Regions from separate parts of the Zea mays genome. Here region 2 is linked to region 1. The links are chromatin contacts, called in public Hi-C maps. All regions are on one chromosome and are shown on one strand. The core of a region is the stretch at or near the end of the contact, and the rest is flanking DNA. Distances in the headings are between cores, read along the strand shown.

What was found. A called contact is a pair of places that touch in the nucleus more often than the background predicts.
Region 2: a contact with region 1 is called in a Hi-C map of tassel, with 2.1 times the contacts expected there. The contact joins the promoter of LOC732770 here to the promoter of LOC100502313 in region 1. A contact is called at or near these places in 3 of 25 Hi-C or Micro-C datasets (ear, leaf and tassel).

What each region holds. Positions count from the first base shown.
Region 1 is chr3:179,073,954-179,077,905 of Zm-B73-REFERENCE-NAM-5.0, reverse strand. It overlaps LOC100502313, which reads left to right and starts at 1,959. Exons shown (of 3, transcript NM_001357781.1): 1 at 1,959-2,135; 2 at 2,229-2,446; 3 at 2,714-3,952. The coding sequence starts at 2,012. The coding sequence ends at 3,211.
Region 2 is chr3:179,489,178-179,493,129 of Zm-B73-REFERENCE-NAM-5.0, reverse strand. It overlaps LOC732770 (probable ion channel POLLUX), which reads right to left and starts at 1,824. Exons shown (of 12, transcript XM_008676553.4): 1 at 608-1,824; 2 at 410-478; 3 at 1-317. The coding sequence starts at 1,222.

The DNA of each region.
Region 1 (3,952 bases), core at 710-3,209:
TCAGTTCCAGATCGCATTAGCTCACCACTTGGAGTGCCAGCCCATGACAATTAATCGTTTTTTTTTTGGGTCATGGAAGCTGCAAATGGGTGTGGTTGAGTGGTAGGAGACACTACTTTGTGCGCATCAAGAAACTAACCCCAGCATAAAAATACCATATACTCAACAACCCTGGACAGATCAAACAGAAAACAGAATCTTAACATTTTATAGAAAACTGGAGATGCAGACTTTTGTTAGGAAATAAAGTTAAATAAGCACACCAAGCTTGCAAATGTAACAAGTGCCATAAATTCAAAGGATCATATTGGATATCGTTGTTTTGGAAGAATGTCCTGGACAATTCAAAAGCTAGAGGTTTCAAAAAAAAAAAAGCATAAGTATTTCAATGGATGGATACCAACAGAACAGAACACGTTTTTGAAATATCCCATTCTCATGAACATGCATAACACAATCAGCACAGTTTAACATACAAAAAACATAAAATGGGGATTGAAATTATAATCAATACATTTTTTTTGAAAATGATCATCAAAATTTGTTAACGCGTGATTGAGGATCCATGTGTCATGTGTTGAGCCCAGCAAACTTTATATCAAAATCACATATCGTAAAAATGTTTTGAGATAGATATCCATGTCGACACACGTGTGGTTCACAACCTCATCTGTCGGGACGGAAACTTCAATATGTAAACATATTTCCAAAGGTGTAATTTGTGCTATAGATGAGTCGATTGAAGTTGTCGTACCGGCAAACGAGGTTGTGAACAACACGCCTACGCGAATTTTTACATCACCGGCCGCGCTAGCTCAGTAGAAAGCCACATGCTGGTGCAGCAACAGGTGACGTGCAGATCGCTCAACTGGATTTCGCAAATGACACAGTAGTACTGTGCATCTGTCGTCGCCTCGTCGGGGCAGGCGGGCAGGGGCAGCTACGTAAGCGGCGAACGTGTCCGAGGTGGCGTGCGGCGTGCCCATGCCATTTCGCGGCAGGTGAGGCGCGCGCCGAGCACGCGGGGCGCCGCCGGCGCGCGCGTGTGGGCGTGCGCCGCGCCGCTGCCGGCACACGCATGGGATCTGCTGCGCTGCGCTGCGCTGCGCTGCGCTGCGCATACCGTAGTTCGCCGGGTTAGGAACCAGGAAGCAAGAGCCAGGTGCCGTCAGGTTCCCTAACCTGTGAACACTCCAGCGATCTGCGCTGCCAACCCGACAGTGAAAGCCCATTTAGCACTACTTGTAGCAGTGTACATGCAGTCATTATTATATGCATGAGTTCAAATGTCCAAGGATTATTTCCCCACATCAGAGTTCCGGGGCCCGATGCCTGAACTCACATCCCTTTCAGAAGCAGTCCTGCCAAGGAACCCAACTCGTCGGCAGCGACGGTTCACAGGAAATCCAGGATCATACCGGCAGCCCCGCGCGATTCCACCCGCCGCAACCGGCCAAGCGGGCTCGCAACAAAATCCTAGGTCAGGTGGATCGCCTCTACGCCTGTCCCCTTCCTCCAACATCTTAACAGACGCGGAAAGAACATCTCTTTCTTGGTTAGTATAATCCAAAACCAAAAGAAAAGATCGTTGGCGTGTGAGCCTCCGAAACTGCAGTGTGCGCTGTGCAGACGTTGTCACATGGTGTAGGCTGGGCCGCACCGAGCTAGCTGCGGTCCGTTCATCCGCTTCTTCGTGCTCCGGTGCAATGCCACCAGCCGCCAGGCGTCACTGGTAAGGGTAGGCAGCCATCTAGAGGGTAATGATCTCAGAGAAGATACTGTAACCATAGACCATAGTGGTACGCAAGTTGCCAGGGAAAAAAAAGAAACAAATGTCATGGGTGTCCTGTACCCCCCTACCCCGTTGTTGGAAAGTCGTTCGGCGCCATGCGAGCCGGTCTGATCCTCTTCGCCAGCGGCACCAGTATATGGAGATGATCCGCGCAGCCTGTCGCCACACCTGACAACACACACACACACACACGTAGCTGTGGCGCAGGGGGGCGCGGCAATGGACGCAAACACTCTCCTCCTGCCCTGCTCCGACGGCGCCGTCGCCGGCGCGGTGGACTTCCGCGGGCGCCCCGCGTCCCGGTCCGGCACCGGCCGATGGTCCGCCGCGATGTTCGTCCTCGGTACGGCGCCCCCTGTCCTCGCTGGGCACGCGCGCACACACTGATGCGGCGCGGGCCGGGGTTGACTAATCGAGAGGGGTCGGATGGGTGCAGGGGTGGAGATAGCGGAGAGGTTCGCGTACCACGGGGTGTCGGCGAACCTGATCAGCTACCTGACGGGGCCGCTCGGGGAATCCACCGCGGGCGCGGCGGCTGCGATCAACGCGTGGAGCGGGGTGGCGACCATGCTGCCGCTGCTGATGGCGTGTGTGGCCGACGCCTGGCTCGGGCGGTACCGCACCATCGTCCTCGCCTCCCTCCTCTTCGTCGTGGTCAGCTCCTCTTTCTCTTCACTCCCGGTTCTCTTCTCTCCCCTGCCCCGGATCGTTGCCTTTCGACGTCTCCCTCCCATTCGGCCGCGAGACGAGCGCGCTTTCGCCTTTCGCATGAAAAGTGCGTCCACTTCGGCTGGGCTCGTGGCTTCCGCGCGTCTCGTACAAAGACTGCGCTTCGCTCTTCTTGTGGCGTCGAGCAAACCCCGCGGCCACGTTGCGAGTCGTGATCGCCTGACCCGTTTCGCTTCACTGTCGTCGCTGCAGAGCATGGGCATGCTGACCGTCTCCGCGCTCCCGGCGTTCCACCACGACGGCTGCAGCAGCTACGCCTCCGCCTCCAGACCGCTGGCCTGCTCCCCGCCCCCCGTGCAAGTGGGCGTCTTCTACGTCTCCCTGTACCTGGTGGCGCTCGCGGAGGCCGGGCACAAGCCCTGCGCGCAGGCGTTCGGCGCGGACCAGTTCGACCAGAACGACCCAAAGGAGTCCGCGTCCAGGAGCTCCTTCTTCAACTGGTGGTACTTCGGCATGTGCTCCGGCACCGCCGTCACCACCATGGTGTCCAGCTACATCCAGGACAACGTCGGCTGGGGCCTCGGCTTCGGCGTCCCCTGCCTCGTCATGCTCTTCGCGCTCCTCATGTTCTTGCTCGGTACCAGGAATTACCGCTACTACACGTATACTGAATCGAGCCCATTTGCTCGCCTCGCCACAGCTTTCGTTGCGCTCATCAAAGGCTCCAAATCGAGACAACATGACGGGTAATTTCTATGTGTTTTCGTCCTTGTTTGGTTCTCGAGGTCGACGCACACCAGTGTAACAGTGTTAGTTAGTCTATACAGTGAAAGAAAACCGTTTGATCATCATCTTGGCAGCACTCTTGCGAGCGACGACGCCGGGCACCGTGAAGAAGTGAAAGGCGTGCTGCGCCTGTTCCCCATCTGGGCGACGTGCATCATCTACGCCGTCATCTTCTCGCAGTCGTCCACGTTCTTCACGAAGCAGGCCGCGACGCTGGACCGGCGGGTCGGCTCGACTCTGCGCGTGCCGCCGGCGGCGCTGCAGACGTTCATCAGCGTGACCATCATGGCCTTCATCCCGGTCTACGACCGCGCGTTCGTGCCCCTTGCGCGGCGGCTTACGCGCCTCTCGTCCGGTATCACCATGCTGCAGCGGATCGGCACGGGGCTCGTCCTGGCCCTGGTTGCCATGGTCGTGGCGGCGCTGGTGGAGATGCGGCGGCTCGCCGTGGCGAGGGACGCCGGGCTCGTGGACCAGCCCAAGGCGGCGCTGCCGATGAGCCTGTGGTGGATGGTCCCGCAGTACGTGCTGTTCGGGCTCTCGGACGTGTTCGCCATGATCGGCCTGCAGGAGTTCTTCTACGACCAGGTCCCCGACGCGCTGCGCAGCCTCGGGCTGGCCTTCTTTCTCAGCATCTTCGGCGTAGGACACTTGTTCAGCAGCTTCATCATCTCCGCCATCGACGGTGCCACCAAGAAGAGCGGA
Region 2 (3,952 bases), core at 575-3,074, 420 kb before region 1:
GCTAATAGGAGGGCAAGAAGCTTGGCATATGGGTGTCCTGAGAAGAACACATCAACTTTGTAGGCGATCCTCTTCTTGAGAGGTACTTCTTCCTCACCACTTCTTCCTCTCATGGAATTTGTTTGTCTGCGTCGGAGCAGATCAATGTACTTAAACAGAAACAAAGGAATTGCAAGAGCAAAGATGGTACTAGATTGAGCTAAATTCCATCTCCGCGAACCAAAAAAAGCAGAGCCATGGTCCCTGTCAATCCAAGACACCTTCTCGGTACCATCACGGTCCCCAGCATTGGCCTCGCTGCATGATCTGATCTTTTCCTGGCATAATTTAAAGACTTCTAAATTGTTAGTGGCGTGAACCGTGATGCAAAGCAGTTAGCACATAATTTCGCAGATCACAGAGATATAACCTGGAGGCCCATAACTTTTATCCATTGCCAAACAGCGAGGGTAGAGCTTGCGATAGTTATGACCAGCAGCTGCCATAACTCAACGGAAATGGACCAAAATAGCACGCAGTCATCAGTGTGTAAAAAAAAAAGCACATCAGTCGTGAAAGTTACGACCAGCTTTTATGGCAGGCAAACGATACAGCTAGCATGACTCACGAGTGAGAGATACGGAGAGAGATCAAATCGCGGAGCGCGTGGGGGCGGGAGCGTAGGAGGAGGCGTCCTCCGCTCCTCAAGCAGCGCCGGGCGCTTCACCACGGAGGCCAGGCTCTTCTCCTCCTCCCGCTGCGACACCGCCACCCTCGGCGGCACCGGCACGGTGGGGTTAGCGCTTCGGCGTTCGGTAGTCGTCGCGGTCTGCTGCTGCCGCGGCGGGCGGGGGCGCGAGGCGTGCGGACCTAGGAACGACGGGTAGCACCAGTCCCGGTCAAGCACGCCGCCGTTGGGTGCCGCGTAGGAGGGGTCGTCCACGGCGACGGTGAGCCGCCGCGGCGCCGAGGACGCCCCCGCCGCTGACGCCGTATACGGCGGGAGGGGCGCCGTGGAGGAGCGGCGAACGAGGATGCTGTCCCTTAGACCGCCTCCGCCGCTTCCGCCTCCTCCTCCTGCTACCCTATCAGCGGCCAATATGGAGGCTGCAACAGAACCAGAGATGGTGCGCGACTTGGTGAGCTGCGGCCGCGGCGGGCGCGGGTCAGGGTTCGCCCCGTCCCCGGACCTTGGATCAGGGCTCGGACTCTGCGCCTCGCTGCCACCATCGCTCTCCGCCATTAGCACTAGCAGCGAGCTCGAGCTCCCCTCCCCTCGTGGTAATAATAAACCACACCCAAATGGCCCTTTAACCCTGCGATGATTACATACCCGCCCCCACTAACCCCACTTCACCAGCGACTCTGACCCGCGGGCCACCTCTTAGCGTCCCTACCTGTAAGACACACCCACCGCGCGATGCGGAGCCGTTTGGCCTTTAGCTAATGGAGGCACACGTAACTGTAAACCGCTACAGCAAGTCGAGATCAAGCAGGGAACGGCCGAAGCCGAACAGGAGGAGGCACAACCAGGCGGCACGGCAGCGCGGCGATCGCACGGGAGTCACGTGCGCGGCCGCAAAGGCGGCCGATCGCGTGATCGCCCGTGCCGCTCTGCGCCTCTGCCCCATCGAACACCCACTTGGTCCTACACTCCTACCGGCCTATCTCCACAGTCCGTCAGTCCCTGCGGGATCCACGGCCACAGCACAAGATCTTCGCGCCGCTGTTGTTCAGCCGGCGAGCATCCAGATACCACCGGAGTACCGCACCACGGTGGGGGCGGGAGGGAAGCCGATGTGACCGTTGTTTAGACGGATTGTGGTTACAAATAATCATGCCGACATATTACATTACAAACAGCATGCACGTTATTAAAGGTGTCAATGGAGAGCCGATATCCATTAACTCATTAGGAATTCTTTTATAAGGGTAAGTTTAGAAACCCCATTTTTTAAGATTTTTATTTTTTAAAAGAGATATTAGTTTATTTCTCTTGTAAAAATGGGAATTTCTTGGAAAAAAGAGTTGGGTATGTGGGTATGGGTACGGGAAATCAGAATTCAAACCCGATTAGTCATGGGTAATATTTACCTAGTAAAATAAGTGTGCATCCCAATAGTAAATAAACTCAACAACTAACTCTATTTCTACCAATCTTTTAGGTAGTGTTTGGTTAAGCATCGTCGACCCGTTGTTTTTGTTGTTTTGCATAGTTAGACAATGTTTTCTTGTTACATGTTAGATTTATGTGATGTATTGTTGTTGGGTGTCGTGTGGCTATTAATGTCATATAAAATACTAGGTGAGTACCCGTGCGTTGCAACGGGGACATATAATAACATGATAATTGTCAGTGTTTTGGGTCCGACCGCACACCCGGGGTTGCCCCTCAAGGTGTTTTTAGGAGTAGGACGGTGTTGCCGACTGTAGCTAAATGGTTCGTGCTGGACGCACGAGGAAAAATGGATAGTGGTTTACAGGTTCGGGCCGCTTTGACATGCGTAACACCCTACGTTCTGGCGAGAGTGTTTTACTTGGTGGGTTACAAGAGAGTTCTCTGACCCTGAGAGCGCAGAGAATTGGGTGGGTGGCTAGTAGTGAGTTCGATCGTTCTGAAGGGGTGCCCCCTAGGCCTTATATATTCGACCGTGGGGCAATACATGCAGATATGATAACAATGTGCACCTAAGAAATAGTGGACTGATTGAGTCTATCTTCCTATAGTTCCGCCGACTCATCCTCGCTTGGTTTCGCTGTACGGGGTTCCAGCGCGGGAAGGTCGGGTCTCTGTTGTGATTACTCGCTCGAAGTCGTTGGGCCGTCTGGATTCGCGTCGGTTCGGCCTTGTGTCAATCCGCTTCACTGGTCATTCCTCCCCAGGCCCACGAAGGGATGACCTTACGATTTATTGGGCCCTTGGGCCTTTCGTGAGGTCTTTATCCTTCCAGTGGACCCAGGGGATATCTGTCCCCCACAAGCCCTCGATCTTTGGGTTGATTTTGAAATAATCGGCCCAAAGATCCTAGGTCCAGCTTGCGATCTTTGTTTGTGACAGGAAATGTTTCTCTGGGTAATCCGATAGAAACGATTCCTTACTGTCTCCTTCTGCTCTTATCACTCGAAAATTGGTGTTCTGTCCCAGACTCGCGCTTCGGAGGTCAGCATTCCGTACTGTAGGACCTTGAACTTCATTGGGTGCACCTTTGGTGCACCCAATGGGTGTAGCCCCCGAGCTTCGAGTGGATTTCTGAAAATAATCCACTCGAAGGTCTTCACTTCGAGTATTATCAGAAATCATTTTTATTTTCCACTTGTACTTTGTTGGAGGTCTGCCTTGTTTTGATTTTGCCCTATGCTTTAGAGGTCAGCATTGTCTTGATTTAAGATGACGATTCATTGGGTGCGCCGAAGGTGCACCCAATGGGTGTAGCCCCCGAGCTTCGAGTGGATTTTTTAAAATAATCCACTCGAAGGTCTTCATTTTGTGCTCTTTTGCTGAGAATCATCCTCTCTTTTTGTCGAATGCCTTAGAGGTCGACATTATATCCTTGATATTATGCTTTAGAGATCAGCGTGTATTTTGTCTTTGAGGCCGAGTTCATGATCTGCCCATATCTTGCTAGGTGGTGCAATTTATTTGATCTGCAACTGATTGGACGTTCGATAGACGTCCCCTGGCTAGTCTTCATGTCGCTTCTGTCGATCAGACTTGTACTTCACCGGCTATGTTTGGTTTTCCTTTAATCCTTGCTGATATCTCCCTTTTGTCTTGAGGTATTCATTGCACGCACTGCTCGGATGTGACAGTTTTGAAAAAATATACTGATAATTCCTGGGCATCCCCCCAATGGGTGTAGGCAAGGGACGACTTGGTACGCTGAGTATTTAGTGAGAGCACCTAGAGGGGGGGTGAATAGGTGATCCTGTGAAACTTAAACTTATAGCCACAAAAACTCGTTAAGTGTTAGCA